Regions from separate parts of the Triticum aestivum genome. Here region 2 is linked to region 1. A link is a contact called in public Hi-C data. All regions are on one chromosome and are shown on one strand. The core of a region is the stretch at or near the end of the contact, and the rest is flanking DNA. Distances in the headings are between cores, read along the strand shown.

What was found. A called contact is a pair of places that touch in the nucleus more often than the background predicts.
Region 2: a Hi-C map of leaf shows a contact between it and region 1, with 6 times the contacts expected there. The contact joins the promoter of LOC543386 here to the promoter of LOC123092489 in region 1. A contact is called at or near these places in 2 of 5 Hi-C or Micro-C datasets (both in leaf) and 1 of 1 datasets of contacts at active chromatin or transcription factors (leaf).

What each region holds. Positions count from the first base shown.
Region 1 is chr4B:422,408,060-422,413,934 of IWGSC CS RefSeq v2.1, reverse strand. It overlaps LOC123092489, which reads left to right and starts at 3,376. Exons shown (of 4, transcript XM_044514275.1): 1 at 3,376-3,626; 2 at 5,086-5,285; 3 at 5,405-5,534; 4 at 5,658-5,875. The coding sequence starts at 5,101. The coding sequence ends at 5,729. It overlaps LOC123092487, which reads left to right. Exons shown (of 6, transcript XM_044514274.1): 2 at 1-123; 3 at 207-446; 4 at 1,267-1,484; 5 at 2,112-2,363; 6 at 2,543-3,076. The coding sequence ends at 2,827.
Region 2 is chr4B:422,827,163-422,833,037 of IWGSC CS RefSeq v2.1, reverse strand. LOC543386 (elongation factor 1-alpha-like) reads left to right here and starts at 3,550. Exons shown (of 3, transcript NM_001405793.1): 1 at 3,550-3,776; 2 at 4,394-4,883; 3 at 5,477-5,875. The coding sequence starts at 3,613.

The DNA.
Region 1 (5,875 bases), core at 2,127-4,626:
ATGCTAAAAGATTCCAACTTCCTGATGGACGGCATCTGGCTTACGAAGAAAAAGGAATTTCAGCTGACAGGGCAAGATTTTCACTGGTTGCTCCCCATTCATTTCTTTCGTCAAGGCTAGCAGGTAAGAACAGCTGTTACATTGCTTCTGGGCTATTGTATTGCGCCATGCTGCTGTTTTTATCCATTGTGCTCCTTTCTATGCAGGAATCCCTGGAATCAGCTCATCCCTTCTAGAGGAATTTGGGGCACGACTTGTGACCTATGATCTTCCTGGTTTTGGTGAAAGTGATCCTCATCCAGGCCGAAATCTGAATTCTTCTGCATTAGACATGCTTCATTTGGCCGATGCCCTTGGGATTGTGGACAAGTTCTGGGTTGTAGGCTATTCTGGAGGTGGCATGCATGCTTGGAGTGCTCTGCGCTACATTCCTGACCGGGTGGCAGGTAGCCTACACCAGCTGCTATTCTATGTTCTTTTGCAGTGTTCTGTTCATAAGCCTTTCCTATTCCGTATATGTATCCTCCCCTTACTTTGATAAATAGGTCATGATGCTGATATCACCGTTAGTCAGTTTTATTTTTTGTGATTGCGCCTTCTGATTGTCTGGTATCGACATCATACTTTCTTATGATTGTTACTTAATGTTTGTTCTTACTGGCATGACTTGAGAAAAAGCAGTATTTCAGACGCTCTTAAGCAAATTACCATCCTTTTGATTTGATAAGAATGTAATGGTTACAGAATCAGATGACCAAACATCGTCTAATACTGTCTTCGAGGTTTTTTTTTAATTTTCATTAGTTAAGCAAAACAACAGGATATGCTTCTAATATAGAGCACCACATGCCTGTTCCTTCTTTGGGATTTTAGTTTTGTCAAGACATAGTAATGACTATTTTTGAGGGCAGGCCTGGCGCAGTGGTGAAGTCCTCCCCACTTATGCCAAGAGGTCCTGGGTTCGAACCAGCCTCTCTGCATTGCACTTTTGCAGGGGTAAGACTAGGTTCCTATAATTCCTCCCCAGACCCCACCCTGTGTGGGAGCTTCTATGCACTGGGTCTGTCCTGTCCTTTATAGTAATGACTGTTTTTACTTCCATGTCTATCACTATTCCATCTTAAGCTGTAAAATTATGTTCAGTCAAAATCATTTTTGGGTTATATTCTAACAACATACTAGATCCTACATATTTTTATTGAAGTATTTGTGATATTTTACGCTTACTATGTAATTCTTGTCGGTGACACATTGCCGTAAATCCAGGTGCAGCAATGTTCGCCCCTATGGCAAATCCATATGACTCCAAGATGACCAAGGATGAGAAACGTAAAATATGGGACAGATGGTCAACTAAACGAAAACTAATGCACATTTTAGCTCGGAGGTTCCCATCACTATTACGCCTCTTCTATCACCGAAGCTTCCTTTCTGGAAAGCAAGGACAGCCTGAGAGTTGGTTATCATTGTCAATGGGAAAGAAGGTATGCTGTTATCAGTGTTTCGTACAATCTGTTTTTTAGACAAAATGTTCTGTACAATCTTCAGGTGCAAATGTTATCTTGGTTTTCTTTTGTAAATATGGGAATTGGTACCATTATGTGCCATTGTTTGCTGTACTATCCCCGCCCATTAGGTGAACCAGATGCAGGATTTGTAGTGGGGTATCTTGTAGACATGGAAGATCACATTTTATTGTAGTGGGATACCTCAGACAATGATACAAGAGTAGGCCATGTGTTGAAGTTAGGAAAAGAGAAACTTGTGATCTTTATAGGAAGATATAACATCACATTTGAATAAAATTGCAACTCAATCCTTATCTAACCAATATAAGACCCTATAGATACAGCATTTTTAGCTTTAGTTATTGAGTGAATTAAAGAATAATTACTGTTAGTGGGATCGGTTTGTCATGCCTGCACTGCAATGCCCTCTGAATCATGTTATTTTGTCCTTGTCATACCGTAATTGCAGCATCAGTTTCATAAAGGATAGCAACATCCTCACCATTGTTTTGTTGCATGGAAGTGTTAGTAACTGATTCATTTTCGAAGCTTGAGCATTCACCCTTTTTCATGCCAAATACTAATCCTTTATGCATTACTCAGGACAAAACTTTACTGGAAGCTCCTACATTCAACGCATTCTGGGAAAAGGATGTTGCAGAGTCTGTGCGCCAGGGAGATGCGCAGCCATTTGTCGAGGAAGCTGTGCTGCAAGTATCTGATTGGGGTTTCAGCTTGTCAGACATTCAAATGCAGAAGAAAGAGGATCAGGGAGTATTTGAATTTATCAAGTCTCTGTTCAGTCAGGCTGAACGAGAGTGGGTGGGATTTCTGGGCCCAATCCACATTTGGCAGGTTCGCAGTCTGTTTCCTAGAAATAATTGTTGATTTTGAATTGAGTTGGCATATTCGTGCGCAGTTGTAGTTTATTCCAATCATATGGATATTTGAGCTTGATTTCTATTTGAATGAGAGTGACTTGTGGTTAGTACAAAAGAGAATGAAGCACTAAACTCTGTTCATTCTTTTAACAGGGAATGGATGACCGGGTGGTGCCCCCATCGGCGACCGAGTTTGCCCGGAGGATGGTTCCGGGGGCCACTGTACACAAGCTTCTGGACGAAGGCCACTTCTCATACTTCTGTTTCTGCGACGAGTGCCACCGGCAGATATTCTCCACCCTGTTTGGCACCCCGCAGGGCCCTCTGAATCCTGCACCGGAATCCAGCGAAGCGGCCCCGGAACCGGCGGAAGAAACAAGCCCTGCATACGACGAAGAAGTTGCAGAGCAGGAGCAGGAAACATCAGGCCTGGCCTGACCATGTTCAGCCTCAGGATCATGAGTATAGATACAAGGGTACAACAAGACGTTACTAGTAGGAACCTCAGAGAAAAGATAGGCTTTTCCTTCCTTGCCGCCAGTGGAGAAAATGCTGACCGAGTGTAAAACAAAGCTCTGTGTCTGGGGTCTGGATGGGGGGCTTGCACCGACTGTGCTGGTTCAGTATAATGTACAGAAAAAGCCTTGAAAGGTCTGCAAAAGAAATCACCTGCTTGGTGCGCCTCTAGCGTAGCTCTCTCGATGTTGGGCATTCGATTGGCCTGTGATTGCGCGACGCGCTTGCGTACCTATTCTGCACATTTGCTTACCATGTGATGTAATGGGATGGTTGGTTGTATTGCTCTCTCAGCTATGCTATGCAGAAGTAAAGTAACCTTGGCTGTGCCAGCCCCTCCTGATTCCTGAAATATAGCATTTGCTTCCTCTCGTGTGTTGCCTTTTCCTTTTTTTTTTGTTTTTGAAGAACGCCATAGGTTCGATCTGGCCTCCCTTATGTCACCGTTAGGAGCAGGGAGACTTGACGAGGCAAAGGCCAAAGGAGCCCCCCTTCCGCGGCTTGCCGGAGACGGCGAATTGGAGAGCGCAAAACGGAGAGAGAGGGTCTCTTTTGCCATCTTACAGGCGGGGCCCGCTTGAATTCCCGGTTTTGCCCCTGCCAAGTCAATTGACCAGGAGAGGGACGCGTTCGTGTTCCCTGCTCTTCGTCGACGCCGACGGGGGGTCTCCACGGCGACATACCGGCGGACGGCGGCGGATCCCTCCCGGTGAAGGCGACGGTGAGTCTCCTCTCTTCTCCCCTCTTCGCCAAGTCCCCATGTCCCACGGCGGCGACCTAGGGCTAGGTTTAGGTGGTCGCCGCCGCCCCGTGCCCCTGTTGGCCGCCGCCGCCCCTAGCCGCCGCCGCCCCTGGCCGTCTCCTGCGTCCTCGGCCTGGCCGCCGCCCCTTGGTCGTCTCCCGCGTCCACGACATGGACGCTGCCCCTGGCTTGCTGCTGCTGCTTGTGGGGAGCAATGGGGAGCAGCAAGCGCACGGGACGGCGCCAGAGAGCTGCAGGTGCGGCAACGAGCAGCAGCAAGGTGCAGCGGCGGGGAGCAGCAGCAACGTGCGCCTGCGGGGAGCAGCAAGGGCGGAGGAAGCTAGGCTCATCGGGCAACTTGGGGAATTTTGGGGATTTTACGTGACCTGTTCATTATTCAGTCAAACGTGTACAAATGGCAATTTGGTCAATGGTTTTGGGCATATACTTTCCATTACTATTGAAATGATTGTTTTTGAGGGGAAAAAGGCAAAATATCAAAGTGCAAAAAATAGAGTGGCAAAAGATCAAATACTCCCTCCGTTCCTAAATACATACTAGTTCATTTGAACTACCAAAATGTCATATATTTAGGAACAGAGGAAGTACAAATTAAGGAGTGACAAAAGATTAAATTCCTAGCTCGCCGCCCAGCCGACTCTTTGCCTCGACAGAAACCACCTGCCACAAAGGTTGGTGTTGGTTGCCTTAAGTTTTGAATGCGAGTAAACATAATATGCACATGTGTAGATGTGTTGAGATGCAATGAGATTTGTAGATGCTCATTGTATTGATCATGAACCTGTGTATATGAACCTGTGATAGTATTGCTGTAGTAGTATTTGGTGCTCACTGTGTAGATAACTTTTTAATTGCAAATTCTTGATGACAATCAGAAACAGAGTGATCCTGTAATGTTTGTGATTTCGTTAGTGATTTTGCTGCTAATGTTGGAGGCAACCCCATGGGATCAAGGCAAATATGAGGTATCCATTGCCGGCCAGGGGCTCATTCCAAATGATTGCGTAGCTATTATAGTTAACCCCAAGACTAGCTTACTCCATTTGATATTGTTGACTTATTGTTGTGAATTAGACCAAAGTGTTGACAAACTGCAGTCAGTTTGCTTAAACTTTGTCTGCTCTACTGTCTTACATCTTCTGCCTGTCTGGGTCACCAAAAGATGATTTGAGTGCTTTGAATATTCTTTTCTGGTTATTGAGCGCTGTGAGTAATCTGGTGCTTTCAATGAAGCTTACATGTATAGTTGATCATTAATTCAATGCTAAAAGGGATGAGCTGCAGTCTACACGCTAATCTGAAAAAGTGAATGGTCATGAACCATTGTACACCAGAACATCCCAATTATCCGAGAACACATCCTTCTTCCTGTGTTATCGACTTCATGACCTTAAGCCAACCTTTTTGTGTGTGGCAGTTGTTACATTTGCAAATGTCAAATTCTGTCATGAATACCACTCAGAAAGTTGATCCAACGGAACCAGCTGCTAAGATTGCTCAGCAAGCCTCACAGTTCAAACGATGGGGACGCAAGCATCCATTTGTTCGATATGGCCTTCCGCTCATTTCTTTGACAGTGTTTGGTGCGGTTGGTCTAGCTCATCTCATACAGGGAAGGTAAGGCATTTACCATTCTGCACTGGCCAAAATACAGGAAACCAATATGGGCTGTAATTGTATCTAGATATCCTTTTGTTTCACACATTTGACGGTGCCGGTTCATTTTTATTTTGCAGCAAAGAAGTAACAAAGGAAAAGGAGGACATGGAATGGGAGGTCGTAGAGAAAACAAAAGCTCTGAGCCGAACAGGACCAGTGGAAGGGGCTTATAAGCCTAAGAAGCTCTCGCTAGAGGACGAACTGAAGGTAATGGTTTGTTCATATGGTTAAGAAACCAGGCCTGCCATTTTTTCATGATTGGTCTGGCTGATGAGCTCTCTCTCTCTCTCTCTCTCTCTCTCTCTCTCTCCCCCCTCTGTATTATCATAGGCTTTGCAGCAAAAGGTGGACATAAACAGCTACGACTACAAGAGAATTCCCAAACAAAATGAAAACAAGTGAAGTAAAGCACTGTTTATCATGCTAAGGGGTGGGGGATTTTCTTAAAATCCTTGAAGTAGTTTCTTGGTCCTGTTTCTTCATGAGTTCCTTGGGATGTTGTCCAAGTGTCAAAATGAGATTGCGGAGACATTATCATCAGAACTCTG
Region 2 (5,875 bases), core at 2,301-4,800, 420 kb before region 1:
TAGAATCTTTTGCATTCATTAGTCATTAGTGGCAATATCGAGCGAATATCCTATTTAAGTGGAATATCTCAGTTTAAACAAAGGGTAGATGAGTGTAAAAATATCACTCATCACCTGTTCATCATGAGCTTCTACAATCTTCATGAGACCCTCCATCATGAGATTGCCAAGTATCAGGTGAGATTCTTTTGGGCTGGGGACTTGGACAAGCAAAAGTACCACATGGTACGCTGTCCCGATATACGTAAACCCATAGACCAGGGCGAATTAGGTATCATGTCATCCAAACGCATGAACATCACCCTAATGACACTTTGGCTCTGGCGGATTGCAAATGGTGAAGGTGGTCTTTGGCTTACATTGTCCCATCCAAATACCTCCGTGGTCAACCCCTCGCCTTCTGCCAAAGAACGGCCCGCTCGCAGTTCTGGCATTCGATGATCCAACAACTCCCCGTTCTCCGCATCGGGTCCTCTATCTTGACGGGATATGGATCGTCGACCCTCTTCTGGTTTGACCGGTGGGTAGGGGATACCCCCTTTCATCGCCGGATTCCCTAGTCTATTCTCCATTGTGGTGGATTCTATTATATTCTTCGAGGTGGCCCTTATTGACTTAGGGCGCCTCGTGTTCTGGAGGCTGTTTGGTCCCCGGAACTAATCAGCTTCTCGAGTGTATCGCCCTTCAGGCTCCGGATGTTGACCAGGTGCAGGATCGCCTTCCTTGGCGCCTGGAACCGTCTAACCAACTCTCCACCAAATTTCTCTGCCAGGCAATCGCTCCATTTCCTGGGCCAGAGCCTCTTGCCCAAATTTGGGCGATTGGACTCCCGCCGAAGATTCGGATCTTCCTTTGGCAATGGATACGGGGTCGGGTTCTTTCAAGGGTGGAAGTACTCAAGCGCAACGACCCCGGAGACGGCGTCTGCCTGATATGCAAGACTGTTGAGGACTCTAATCACATCTTTTTCGCCTGCACATCCGCACAATTCCTGTGGAGCTGCTTCCGTGAGGTGGTTGGCGGCCATTGGTGCAATATCAACTTCCCCAACCTCTTCGAGGAACTCTAGGCTTCCGAGATGCAGTCCCGCCACATTGGGTGGTTGGGTATTGGGGTTCTCGTATGGACGCTATGGACGATTTGCAATAAACTTGTGATTCAGCGTGCGCCTTTTCGACGATTTACTGCCGCGAATTTCAAAATGTGTGGCTACTTGCACCTTTGTGGCCGCCTAGCCGCCCACCGGATCGAGACGTCATCGACATCGTCATTGCAGATCTTCTTGCGCTGGCCTTCTGCTTGGCTCCGCCGCTTCCCTCACCACCTACGGAGCCGGATTAGTCCTTCAGACTCGTTGGGGAAGTGCCTATCGATAGGCCGTTGCCCTTTTCATTCCTCTTTTTTTTCTCTTTAGGGCTTGTTGAGTTGTGCCCTCAGCAGAACCTGAATCTTGTCATGCTTTGTCTATGCGCTAATCGTGTGCGTGTGTGGTGTGTGCTTGTGTGTTGGAACTTTGTGGCTCTGATGGTTTACTTTATATAAAGTTCTAAAAAAACAAAAAGATTAAATATATATATTTTTATTATAGATTATGATACGCGTGCACGCTTACTAGTTACATGATCTACACTACTTATAAAAGAGCAAACATGTTGGAATAAAGCGTTCAATTGCTTCCGACTAACAACCCAGGTCATTCCAAGGTTGATCACAACTGAACGCAACTCACATCCTACAAACTGTGCAACTCCCATATTAACACGCGAGCACACACTACAAATGAAAGAAAAAAAATCAGCGCCCATTTTACAAAAGAAACAAAATTACAGTATTTATCTCCTTCCATAAAAAATGCACATTCTACAGTTCGCTATCCAGGTTGCTTGTGCAGTTACCAATCGCATGATTCTTTTGGCCGTCTACGTGACACGTCGGCCATAGCGAATATGCTGTCGGGCGGTTGCCAATCGCATGATTCTTTTGTCCGTCTTTGTGACACATCGGCCATGACGAATATGCTGTCGGGAGTCATGGCTGCGGGTAGCCATGGGACACCACCATTGCTCAAGGGCCACCCGCTGCATCCACCGTCGCAGGCAGGGCCACGACGGAGGGCTGTCATCGTGCGGCTTACGCCTAGGCCGGGAGCAGCCGAAGATGGGGAGCCACCGTTAGTGGCTGCGAGGACCTGCACCCCCTTCGCCGTTGATAGCTACGCCGCATGACGGCCTCGTCGGGGAAGAAGGAGGTTGTCACGGCTCACCTTGGTCAAAGAAGCCGAGCCGTGTGTTGGCAGTTGATGCGCCGGCCGGGGCTGCGTAGGAGGAAGATACCTCACCTGGGGCATAGGCCATGCATTGTCGCGCCGTCACATGCTTCTGCTCTGCAGCCGCACCGAGCGTTGGTCATTCGGGAGCCTGATGGTGGAAGGCGTCCATGAGTCTAGAGCAGTGGATTGTGAGCCACCGCCCACGCCCACGCTAGTGGGGAAACTATCGTCGAGGCCGATGGTGCCCCATCGGCCTCTTGCCTTCGATCTAATGAAGTGATTCGTCCAAATACGTCAATTGCTAAGTATTAGTCCTTTGTACCGAGGTCACAGTTTTTGTACATATTTTGAAGTAGTCCCTCCAGTCCTTTTTACATCCCATATAAGATTTGTCTGAAGTCAAACTTGGTAAAGTTTAACCATATTTATATAAAAAGGTATCAACATCTACAATACTAAAGTTATACAATATGAAAACTAAATTCATGATGCAACTAATAATATTGATTTTGTATTGTGAATGTTGATATTTTTTTCATAAAGTTAGTTAAATTTTACGAAGCTTGACTTCAGACAAATTTTATATGAAAAGTAAAAAGGCCCGAAGAAAGTATGAAGTGAACAAAGCTCTAAACAATATTCCATCCATGGAGCGAAGCATCATAGATTGCATCAACAAATGGACCTTCAAGGAAGAATCATCATCAAATAATAAACAACTGATAATGTTGCTACTTGTTTTTCTTAATATTTTTGTAATAAATTATAATACATTTATTTAATTGTTAATTTTATGTGAAGACATGTCTACAGATCGTGTGTTACACGCATGTTCACATTGTTGGCATGAGACACATTTAAATAGCTCGGTATACAAAATAGTTTGTTATACAAAGTCGCTACAAAGTAAAATATAAAATATATTTTTTTAACACAATATAGACGCAAGCACGGCATATCATCTTGAAATTTACGAAGTCACCGTAGGCACTTCGTCATCGACGGGAACGTCTCCTCCCACTGAATGCGCATCGCCGGAAATCCTGAAATAAATCCAGTAAATGCGAGCACCAGGATTTAAACCCTGGTGGGTTGTGGATACCACAGTCCCTCTAACCATCCAACCACATTGTGCTTGTTTATAATATTACTACAATGTCAAAAAACACTTGAGTAGTTTTTTTTAGTTATATGAATGAGCTAATCCACTTCGTGCCTTCAAGTACGAAAGTCGGTAACCGGATCCCCAGGAATCCAGGACAGGGAACTTGCCGGCCGCGCAATGTCCAAACACGCCATTACCGCCTAAAACATCTCATTCGTACGATCAAAACCGAGCGGCCATGATTTCCTGCAACGACAGCCATCAGACATGGATCAGACGGCCAGGAAGGAACCCTAGCAACCCCCGTTGCCAATATAAAGAGGGGAGGCATTCCGCTCTCCCACCCCCATCCTCAATCTCCTCCCGCCGCCGCCTCCCCTCCCTTCGTTCTTCTTCTTCGAGGTCAGTTTCCCGATCCAGTTCCCTTCTCTTTTCAGATGCGTTGTCCATGGCTGCCGAGAAGCTCTAGATCTACGCGCATGTCTCAGTTTCTGTTTAGTTGCCCGTAGCGTGCGAGCCGCTGGAGTATTAGGAGCCTTTCGAGCGGATCGTTCTTCCGTTTCTACTTTGAAGGGCTCTCCGCTAATACTGTTGCCTTGATCCGTAGTTTGCTAGGGTCATGTTCCTAATTTGTTAGCGCAATTGCAAGCTCGCAATACCGAATCATCTCTGCTCCTTGTTCGTATATTTATCGGTCCATGGACGTATACTTTTAGTTCGTAGGATGCACAGATTACAGTCGTGTGGAATATTTATATGTCGCTCCATCGTTTTTTTTGTCGTTCCCTGGTGGTGTTGCCGAGATCTAGTTATGGCTTCTGCATGATATGCTGGAGGTGTAATAACATCTTATTAGACCATCTTTTTACTGTTAACCGTCATAGCATCTTATTAAACCATCTTTTTACCGTTTACCGTCACGGGTTAGCTAAGATATTTGATCTATCAGTTTATGTCACTTGTCCACATGATGATTCCCTGTGTCCGTTAGTTTTAATAATCTTTTTTCTGTGTCGCAGTTGGGTAGTTTACCTCTACCCACCAGCCATGGGTAAGGAGAAGACTCACATCAACATCGTGGTCATTGGCCATGTCGACTCTGGCAAGTCGACGACCACTGGCCACCTGATCTACAAGCTTGGAGGCATTGACAAGCGTGTCATCGAGAGGTTCGAGAAGGAAGCCGCTGAGATGAACAAGAGGTCTTTCAAGTACGCGTGGGTGCTTGACAAGCTCAAGGCCGAGCGTGAGAGAGGTATCACCATCGATATTGCTCTCTGGAAGTTCGAGACCACCAAGTACTACTGCACCGTCATTGATGCCCCTGGTCACCGTGACTTCATCAAGAACATGATCACCGGTACCTCCCAGGCTGACTGTGCTGTTCTCATCATCGACTCCACCACTGGTGGTTTTGAGGCTGGTATCTCCAAGGATGGCCAGACACGTGAGCACGCCCTCCTTGCTTTCACTCTTGGAGTGAAGCAGATGATCTGCTGCTGCAACAAGGTATAACTTGTGAAAAATCTTCATTCCTGATAGGCCATGTAACCATATTACTTTGTGTAGATGTTGCTACTTGTGTGGTAGACTTATTTGAGGTTGTTATATTATCTGAGTGCTTGATTTTAACTAACATGTACACATGCTCTGAATCAATTGCTTGATTTTAACAAACATGTACACATGCTCTGAAACAATTGCTTAATTTCATATTGCTGTACACATTTTGATTGTAGTGGTCTAATTGTATGTTTTCTGTAGTACATTTGGATACACCAGCTTCTACCTGTATGAATCTAAATGTAATATTAAATGGTGTATTGAGTTGGATGTGAATTAATTAATCATCATATGTTTACTAACCACAATGTAAATATGTCTGTTGTTATCCTGTACTCCTGTAACTAGTTGATTGTTCTAATGTTTAATTCTCACTCTGTGATTTGTACTGCTGTGCTAGTTGATTGTTCTGATTGTTTATGCTAGTTATAATAGTATAATAAAGTCTCTTGCTGTTATCTGTTCGCAATATCTTACAGTTCCATCGTAGCTCTGAGTATCATTTAACTAAAGATGTCCTTCTACTGTTATGTTTTTAGATGGACGCCACCACTCCCAAGTACTCAAAGGCGCGTTATGAAGAAATTGTCAAGGAGGTCTCTTCCTACCTGAAGAAGGTCGGCTACAACCCTGACAAGGTTCCCTTCGTCCCCATCTCTGGGTTTGAGGGTGACAACATGATTGAGAGGTCCACCAACCTTGACTGGTACAAGGGCCCAACCCTTCTTGAGGCGCTTGACCAGATCAACGAGCCCAAGAGGCCCTCAGACAAGCCCCTCCGTCTTCCCCTCCAGGACGTTTACAAGATTGGTGGCATTGGAACTGTGCCTGTTGGCCGTGTTGAGACTGGTGTCATCAAGCCTGGTATGGTTGTCACCTTTGGTCCCACTGGTCTGACAACTGAGGTCAAGTCCGTTGAGATGCACCATGAGTCTCTC